Regions from separate parts of the Mus musculus genome. Here region 1 is linked to region 2. The links are chromatin contacts, called in public HiChIP or PLAC-seq maps. All regions are on one chromosome and are shown on one strand. Each heading gives the region's core, a stretch centred on a gene start, on an enhancer-like site or on the middle of the called end of the contact. The rest is flanking DNA. Distances are from core to core; before and after follow the strand shown.

Region 1 (3,947 bases), core at 654-3,153, 88 kb before region 2:
TTTTTTTGAGACAGAGTTTCTCTGTGTAGCCCTGGCTCTCCTGGAACTCACTTTGTAGACCAGGCTGGCCTCGAACTCAGAAATCCACCTGCCTCTGCCTCCCGAGTACTGGGATTAAAGGCGTGCGCCACCACACCCGGCGAGAAACCATTTCTTGCTGGGTCCTGAGAGGGCCCCATGAAAGCAAAGGGTCCATTTCCTTGGCCACAGTGAATGCAACCATGAGATGACAAGAGGCAAACCTGGTAAGGCGGGCAGGCGGGCAGGCGGGGAGGCGGGGAGGCGGGCAGGCGGGCAGGCGGGCAGGCGGGCAGGCGGGCAGGCGGGCAGGCTCGCTCCAGCGAGAAGCACAGTCTTCCCTTCCATTCAGGCTAAGAGAAGATAATCCAAGAAGTAACCGGAAGCAACCCAAATATCTTGGTGGTTATCCAAAGGCTGCTTCCGGAAAACAGTTTCAGTTTTTAATTGCTGGGGAGGGCACCTTACCAAGAAATAGTTTCAACACAGGTCAGGGGAGCTGAAAGAGCAGAAGTCATGAGGTCAGATAGTCCCGATTTGGAATCCCAGCCTGCCACTTGCCCGGCAGTTCCTGAGGTCTGGTCAGCTTGGGTGTTCTCTTCTCAGTCAGGCATCCAATGATGAGAGGGCTACCCGGTAGTGCCAGATGCACTTATAGAAACTCTCACAGCATGAAAAGATCGGGGGAAGCCCTAGGATGGAGGAAAAACAGGTGTGTGGGGTTCTAGAAGGAGGAGTAGAGGCTTCTGTAGAGGGGCAGAATTTGGGGCTGAACATGATTCCCAGAGCGCTTGCCTAACGTGTATGACGCCCTGGGTTCCATCCCCAGCACCACATAAGCCAGGCATGGGGTGCACACCTGCAATGACAGGTAGGGCAAGTTGATCAAATGTTATTATGGACTACACAGCCAAGTTTGAGGCCAGTCTAGTATACATGAAACGCTGTCTCAATTTTATTTTTGATTAATTAATTAATTAATTAATTAGCTTCTTTGTTTATTGAGTTTCTCTGTGTAGCCCTGGATGTCCTGGAACTTGCTCTGTAGACCAGGCTGGTCTTGAACTCAGAAATCTGCCTGCCCCTGCCTCCCGAGTGCTAGGGTTAAGGCTGTGCACCACCACTGCCTGCCCCCTGCTCCTCTCAATTTTAAAAGGAAAGAGGGGAAAGCCACTTGTGAAACGAAAAACAGAATATAAGTTGCCAGCCAGCCTGTCAGGCAGGAAGGTGGCTGAAGCCACTGCTGGGACAGGCAAGGAAAACCAAGTCTGAGCAGAAAACTGGGTCCTGGTGGTGACCAGAAAGGCGACCCTCCATGCCATCCAGCAGGTGGAGCCAAGTCAGACCTTGACTGAGACCCCTCTCACATGAAACAAGGACTCCCACTTTGTTCTGGGAGTTGACTGGCCCTGGTCCTCTGGTAGTCTTCACTGACACCTCTTCTGGCTTACCCTCACCCCGTGTGTACATACAAATATACTCAGGCACACACACACACACACACACACACACACACACACACACACACATAAAATAAAACAAGTGGTTTTTTTTTTTTTAAGATAAAAAAAGTCAAAAGCCAGCTTTAGCCTGTCACTATACCTGTTTATCCCACAGCCTTCTGGGTGGAGAGAAGAAGAAAAACCAGGAGGTGAGAAGTCGTGTCTGCATGCCACGTCCTACAGCCAAGCGTGGTGGCCCAGGACTCTGCAAGCTTACAAATGGGAGTCCCAGGCCAGCCAGAGCTATTTATTGAGACCCTGTCACCTGTGAAAATATATAAACATACATACATACATACATACATACATACATACATACATACATACATACATCTGCAAACTGAAGAACACTGAGTCCAATTTGTGGCCGCATGATGTCATTTCCTTTACGTGTAATTCCTCTTTATTTCTGTCTCCTGTCTGCCCCCTGCCTGCGCCTGATACTGCTGATTAACTTCCAAGTAATTAACTTCCATGTAAACACAGTCCATCTGAGTCCCCCTCCTCCTTCCCATCCACGGAGGCGCAGACCCTCACCCACACTGAGGTGATGGCTCCCCTCTCCACTCACCCAGAAGCAAGCACTCCACTGGCCACCTTGTAACCTTCAACCCCAACATTGTGAACACTAGATCAGAGTAACTAACGTCTGTGCAATTGGAAGCAGTGGCAGATAGGAAACAGTATTTAAATTTGGAGAAGAAATAACCAGTTATAGTAGGGTGTAGTTCTCTGCCCCTGTGATCCAGCACTTAGGAGGTAGACCCAGAAGATCAGAAGTTCAAGATCATCACTGGTTACATAACAAGTTTGTTGGCATGGGATGCACGAAACACTGTTTCAAAGGATATATATATATCATATATATCACATATATAATATATATCATACGTGTGTATGTGTGTATATATATACTTTTTTATTTTTTATTTTTTAAAACAAGTAAGGTGGGCAGGGCAGGGTATGCCAGGGCATCCCAGGACTCAGGATGCAGAGTCAGGCAGATCTGTAAATTCCAGGCCAGCTGGGGCTACATAGTAAGACCTTGTCTCAAGGGAGAGAAAGGGAGAGGGGAAAGTAGCTTTCAGTTAGACGCTCCTTTTTCATACCTAGTCCTGGAATAGACATCAAAGTTAAAGCCAAATGTCACATCAGCAAAGGTTCTCTCCAAGAAACACATTGATCCTCTGCACATAAATGCAGACTCCAGTTTAACTGGGTTATCAGTCTAGACTTGGCACAGGAAGACACTTCACAAGTAGGAAGCCCGAGACATGCAGCCAGTACGGGCAAAGTCTGTGGGGGTAAGAATCTATCTGGAAATGAGCAGCCATGCCCAGCACAGGTGCTTGTTCCAAACCTGCAAATGTCAGAATGCCAACCTTATACCAGACCCTTGCACTATGACTCCTTTTATGACTAAATTCAAAAGTAGAAGTGCCAGGAGTGATGACACAAGACTGTATTCCCAGCCCTTGGGAATTAGAAGCAGGAGGATCAGATGTTGAAGGTCATCCTGGGCTGCATTAGAGACTTTAGAGCCAGTCTGGGCTAGAGAAGACCCTGTCTCAACAAACCAGCCGCCAACCAACAAAAATAAATAAATACGGGCTGGAGAGATGGCTCAGTGGTTAAGAGCATGGCTGCTCTTCCAGAGGTCCCAAGTTCAACTCCTAGCAACCACATGGTGGCTCACAACCATCTGTCATGTGATCTGATGCCCTCTTCCTGTGAGTCTGAAGACAGCTACTCATAATAAACAAACAAACAAACAGGTAAATTCAGTCAGGCCTGATGACTCATGCCTTTAATCACAGCACTCAGGAGGCAAAGGCAGGCAGAGGCAGGTGAATTTCTGAGTTCAAGGCCAGCCTGGTCTACAGAGTGAGTCCCAGGACAGCCAGGACTACACAGAGAAACCCTGTCTCAAAAAAAAAAAAAAAAAAAAAAAAAATCCAGCATTCCAGCATAATGAATATTTCTGTTTAGCTCACTTCTCTGTACAGTCTAGGAAACAGTTTCACCTAGAGGGGACAGCCTTCTCACCTCAGAGAACCTAATCAAGCCATCTCCTTCTGCAGGCCAAGCATGTCCAGCCTCCCATGCATGCCCCAGGTGAGTCTCACAAGTCGACAAGGGAGGCTAATCATTACAAGGCCTTAGACAAGCCCTGTGGGGGACAGACAGATGGACGGAAGCAGGCCTGCAACTGTGTTGTTCAGAAGCCATGGGGATCCAGATAAGGAAGTGCTCAGTCCTGGAGGGGAGGCCCTCCCGGGTTGTCCTAGGCTGTGGGGGACAAAGGGCTCAAAAGGGAGTGTCCACACAGCATCCCCAATGCCTTGCCTCCTGCCCAGTCTGGTCCAGTCCGGTCCTCAGCTTTGCCTCACTTGTACCCAAGTCGTTCTTGAAAACCAAACCCCCACA
Region 2 (3,686 bases), core at 631-3,130:
TGGCTCAGCAGTTAAGAGCACTGACTGCTCTTTCAAAGGTCCTGAGTTCAATTCCCAGCAACCACATGGTGGCTCACAACCATCCATAATGAGATCTGACGCCCTCTTCTGGTGTGTCTGAAGACAACTACAGTGTACTCACATAAATAAAATAAATAAATAGATCTTTTAAAAAAAGATCTATTTATTTTATGTAATATATATCACAGACAAAGAGATCTCCATAAAAACCAAGACTGTGAATGTCAATGTTTGTTGGGCTTTTTTTTTTTTTTTTTAAATATGGACTGCTTCACGAATTTGTGTGTCATCCTTGCGCAGGGCCATGCTAATCTTCTCTGTATCGTTCCAATTTTTTTTTTTTAGTATATGTGCTGCCGAAGTGAGCACGTTTGTTGGGCTTTTATCTATCAGTCTCACTGTGAAAAGGAACACAAAGACCTTTAAAGAGCACTGAACATTGGTTTGCTCTATTTCATTATTCTTTGCTAAGGACACACATGTGTTGGTTCACCTTAAGTGGCCTTGTTGAGCTCAACTTGTGATGACACTGCCACTGTCCTGTGGGGTCCTATTTATATTCCTTCATCACAGATCCTCCCACGTGTTCGCTATATCAAAATATCCTTTCAACCCTGTCTGCTTCAAGAAAACAAGTCTTTAAAGTGTTCACTTTAGCAAGACATGCTCTCATCTATGTGCCCCAACAAAACATCATTCGACAGAACTAACTTTCCAAAGAAACTGGAAGTTTCCACTTCATGTGCTATTTCATCTAACCCAGGAAGCCAGTATGAAATTGTCTAGGAGATTTAGCTATACATAACAAACACGAAGTGGGTCCTGTCTCCACCTCTCTAGCCCTGGGATTGCAGGCAAACACTACACATAGACACACATAATCTCCTAGGTTCAAACTGAAGTTTCCACGTTTGTGCAGCAAGCCCTTTACCACCTGACTGGCTGAGCCCCTCCCCAGCCCCTAGGAACTAGTTCCGTTTTAGGAAGATGAGACGTTTGTCAGCCACAACGGTTGCATGTCTTTCCTCTTGACACTGTCTTTCCACTGGGGTTGGTTAATATCTATCACATAGACATTTGCTCCTTCACTCCGGTAGATCTGTTTTCTCCCAGGCATCTACCACCGAGCCCTGCCTCTCTTCCTCATGACATTTGGCCTATTGGGGTCTTGTGTGTCCTGATTTCGGTAGCTGCAGATCATAACCAAAGGATGGAATGCTTATCTAGTTTCCCCAGGGTTCTGATTCCCCAAGCCCAACACAAAACAAAAACCGCTTAGCATATTCTCGGTAAGACACAGAAAACTGCCTTGAAGTCTGCCTCCCGGGGAAACCACTTCCTGCTCTATCTTCCTCCGGGATCCTGTGGCTCTCTGCCTATGTATTTACTTCTAGGACCTCTGGGGAGCCTGCAGCTCCCTTTTCCTCTCTCCGTGTTTACTCTGCTTCCCAGCGCAGGCCACAGAGTGGGAGTTTCCTGCCTGTTCATCCCCACAGCGGCGTCACTGTCTCTCCTTGACACCCACCTCTCCCGGCCTGGCCTTCAAACTCTGGGTCTCCTGGGGCCTTGGAATCACCTTCCTTCCGGTGTCTGAGTCCCGCTGTCACCTCCCCAAGGACTTCGGGATGCTTCTTTTTGGTTACTGCCACCTACCCAGAGGGATGTCGAAGACTCCCTCAGGCTTTGTTTGTGGCCCCGGCCTTGAGTTCATTAGGCAGTTTTTAAATTCAGTCTGTTCATTACTTGGCTACTCGTCCTTGCTCAGATCCTTTCTTCCTTGAACCCCCCTCCTAAAGCACCCACCCTACCCGTTGAAAGGCATTGCCCGACCTACTTCCTCCTGGAGACCCTGTCTAGGGGCCGCCTCCTTCTCTAGCCACTCCTCTTTCCGCCTCCCCCCTCCCTTCTCTGACCTGCTTTTATGACCTCTGGACAGAAACTTCCCATTTCCTGTTGTGTCTCCCATCCTGACCGTGCATTGAGAGTTTTTCACTGACATTTGGGCCTCACTGGTTTTTAGAGCCCATACCTAGTGAATACTGAATGAGTCTGAGGCTTAGAGGAATGAATGGCTTCAAACTGTCCTGCGCGACCCAGCTCTCCAGCTGGGGCCACCGCAGCCCATTCAGTTTGATGTGCAAACCTCTGTACCACATCTGCCTTGCTCCCAACTTCTTCTGTCACCAAGGTTCCCTGTGAATGTGTTCATTCATCCGTCAAAGGAAAAAAACAAAACAAACACGGAGGTGAGAATTATAAAGGCCTAGAGCTCTGTGCACCTGCAGACAGCAGTGTGATAAACAACCTAGAAGGACTGGGTTTTTCAATGTACTTTTTTTTTTTTTTTTTTCGAGACAGGATTTCTCTGTATAGCTCAGGCTGTCCTGGAACTCACTTTGTAGACCAGACTGGCCTCGAACTCAGAAATCCGCCTGCCTCTGCCTCCCAGGTACTGGGATTAAAGGTATGCGCCACCACACCTGGCTCAATGTACTTTTTAAAACTTATTTTATTTTATTTTATTTTATTTTATTTTATTTTATTTTATTTTATTCTGCTTGGGAATATGCCTGTGTTGCTGTGTGCCTATGCAGGTTGTCTTACAACTTGTGTGGAGTTAGACCTTTTATTCAGTTTCCAGTGAACTCCGGCCAGCAGGCTTGCAAGCATCTTTACTTACTGTGCCATCTTGACAGCCCAGATAGTGTCTTGTTGTTGTTGTTGTTGCTGTTGTTGTTGTTGTATTTGAGAAAGGCTCTCATGGAGCCCAGGCTGGTCTCCAACTCACTAAGCAGCAGAGAAGAATCTTGAACTCCTGCTCCCCCGTCTGTACCTCCTAAGAGCTGGGGTTGGGGACATGGTCCACCATACCTAACCACATAAGAACGTTCCTACTGTTACGTTTTCTACACTAGGTTCTGCCCTGTCTGATCAGTTACATTTCACAGAAAGGTAAACTGAACTACTGACTGCTTTGCGGAAGATTCCATTCAGTAACAGATGAGCTGAGATTGGACCTGCACAGTTAGATCTGTCAACTTAATCACACCTGGTTTTGCTGGTTGCTGTTTTGTTTTGCTCAGTTTTAGTTTTGTTTCTTCTTTGTTGTGTTTGCTTAGACACTCCAGGTCCGGCATTGGATTCCCAATGTAGTGGAGCATGACCTTGAACTTCTGACCCTCTTGCTTCTACCTCCCAGGGCTGGAGTTACAGGGAATTGGACCTAGGGTTTCCTACACGCTAAGTGATCAACTCTAGCAACCCAGCTACAACCCCACTCCCTGTTTTGAAACTTTTATGACTTCACTCAGTTATATCTCCACGTGGGTTATATCTCCACGTAAGTTATATCTCCACGTGAGTTATATCTCCACGTGGGTATGTGTTTGCAGAGATGTTCTGTTTAGCTCCCTGCAGACTTGACACGAGCTGGAGTCATTTGGGAAAAGGGAACCTTGACTGAGAAAATGTCTGGACCAGAAGGATCTGTGGCCAGGATTCCGAGGCATCTTCTTGGTTAATGGTTGTCTCAGGAGAGCCAACCGTGGAGGGTGGGGTCAGTGCTCCTGGTTAGTAAGAAAGAAGGCACGTTCCTTTAATCCCAGCTCTGGAGAGGCAGAGGCAGGCTGATCTCTGTGAGTTTGAGACCAGTCTGGTCTGCATAG

What was found. HiChIP or PLAC-seq counts read pairs in DNA pulled down with a chosen protein or histone mark.
Region 1: a contact with region 2 is called in an H3K4me3 HiChIP or PLAC-seq map of bone marrow-derived macrophages, with 2.2 times the contacts expected there. The contact joins two enhancer-like sites. A contact is called at or near these places in 3 of 39 promoter capture datasets (cranial neural crest, liver and trophoblast stem cells), 1 of 15 datasets of contacts at CTCF or cohesin (the NIH/3T3 cell line), 5 of 115 datasets of contacts at active chromatin or transcription factors (bone marrow-derived macrophages, embryonic stem cells, extraembryonic endoderm stem cells and 1 more) and 3 of 9 other capture datasets (adipose tissue, liver and pancreatic islet).

The regions. Positions count from the first base shown.
Region 1 is chr17:45,704,962-45,708,908 of GRCm38.p6, reverse strand. It overlaps Gm35456 (a long non-coding RNA gene), which reads left to right. Exons shown (of 7, transcript XR_385596.4): 6 at 3,602-3,635. Among named protein-coding and RNA genes, the nearest start is that of Gm35456, 20 kb to the left of the region's middle. Within about 2 kb of position 1,903, at least 14 of the 459 cell types and tissues checked have an H3K27ac peak or open chromatin away from gene starts, as enhancers often do. A contact at or near this core is called in bone marrow-derived macrophages and liver, where this site is marked.
Region 2 is chr17:45,617,350-45,621,035 of GRCm38.p6, reverse strand. It overlaps the pseudogene Gm25008. Among named protein-coding and RNA genes, the nearest start is that of Gm52283, 7.8 kb to the left of the region's middle. Within about 2 kb of position 1,880, at least 176 of the 459 cell types and tissues checked have an H3K27ac peak or open chromatin away from gene starts, as enhancers often do. A contact at or near this core is called in bone marrow-derived macrophages and liver, where this site is marked.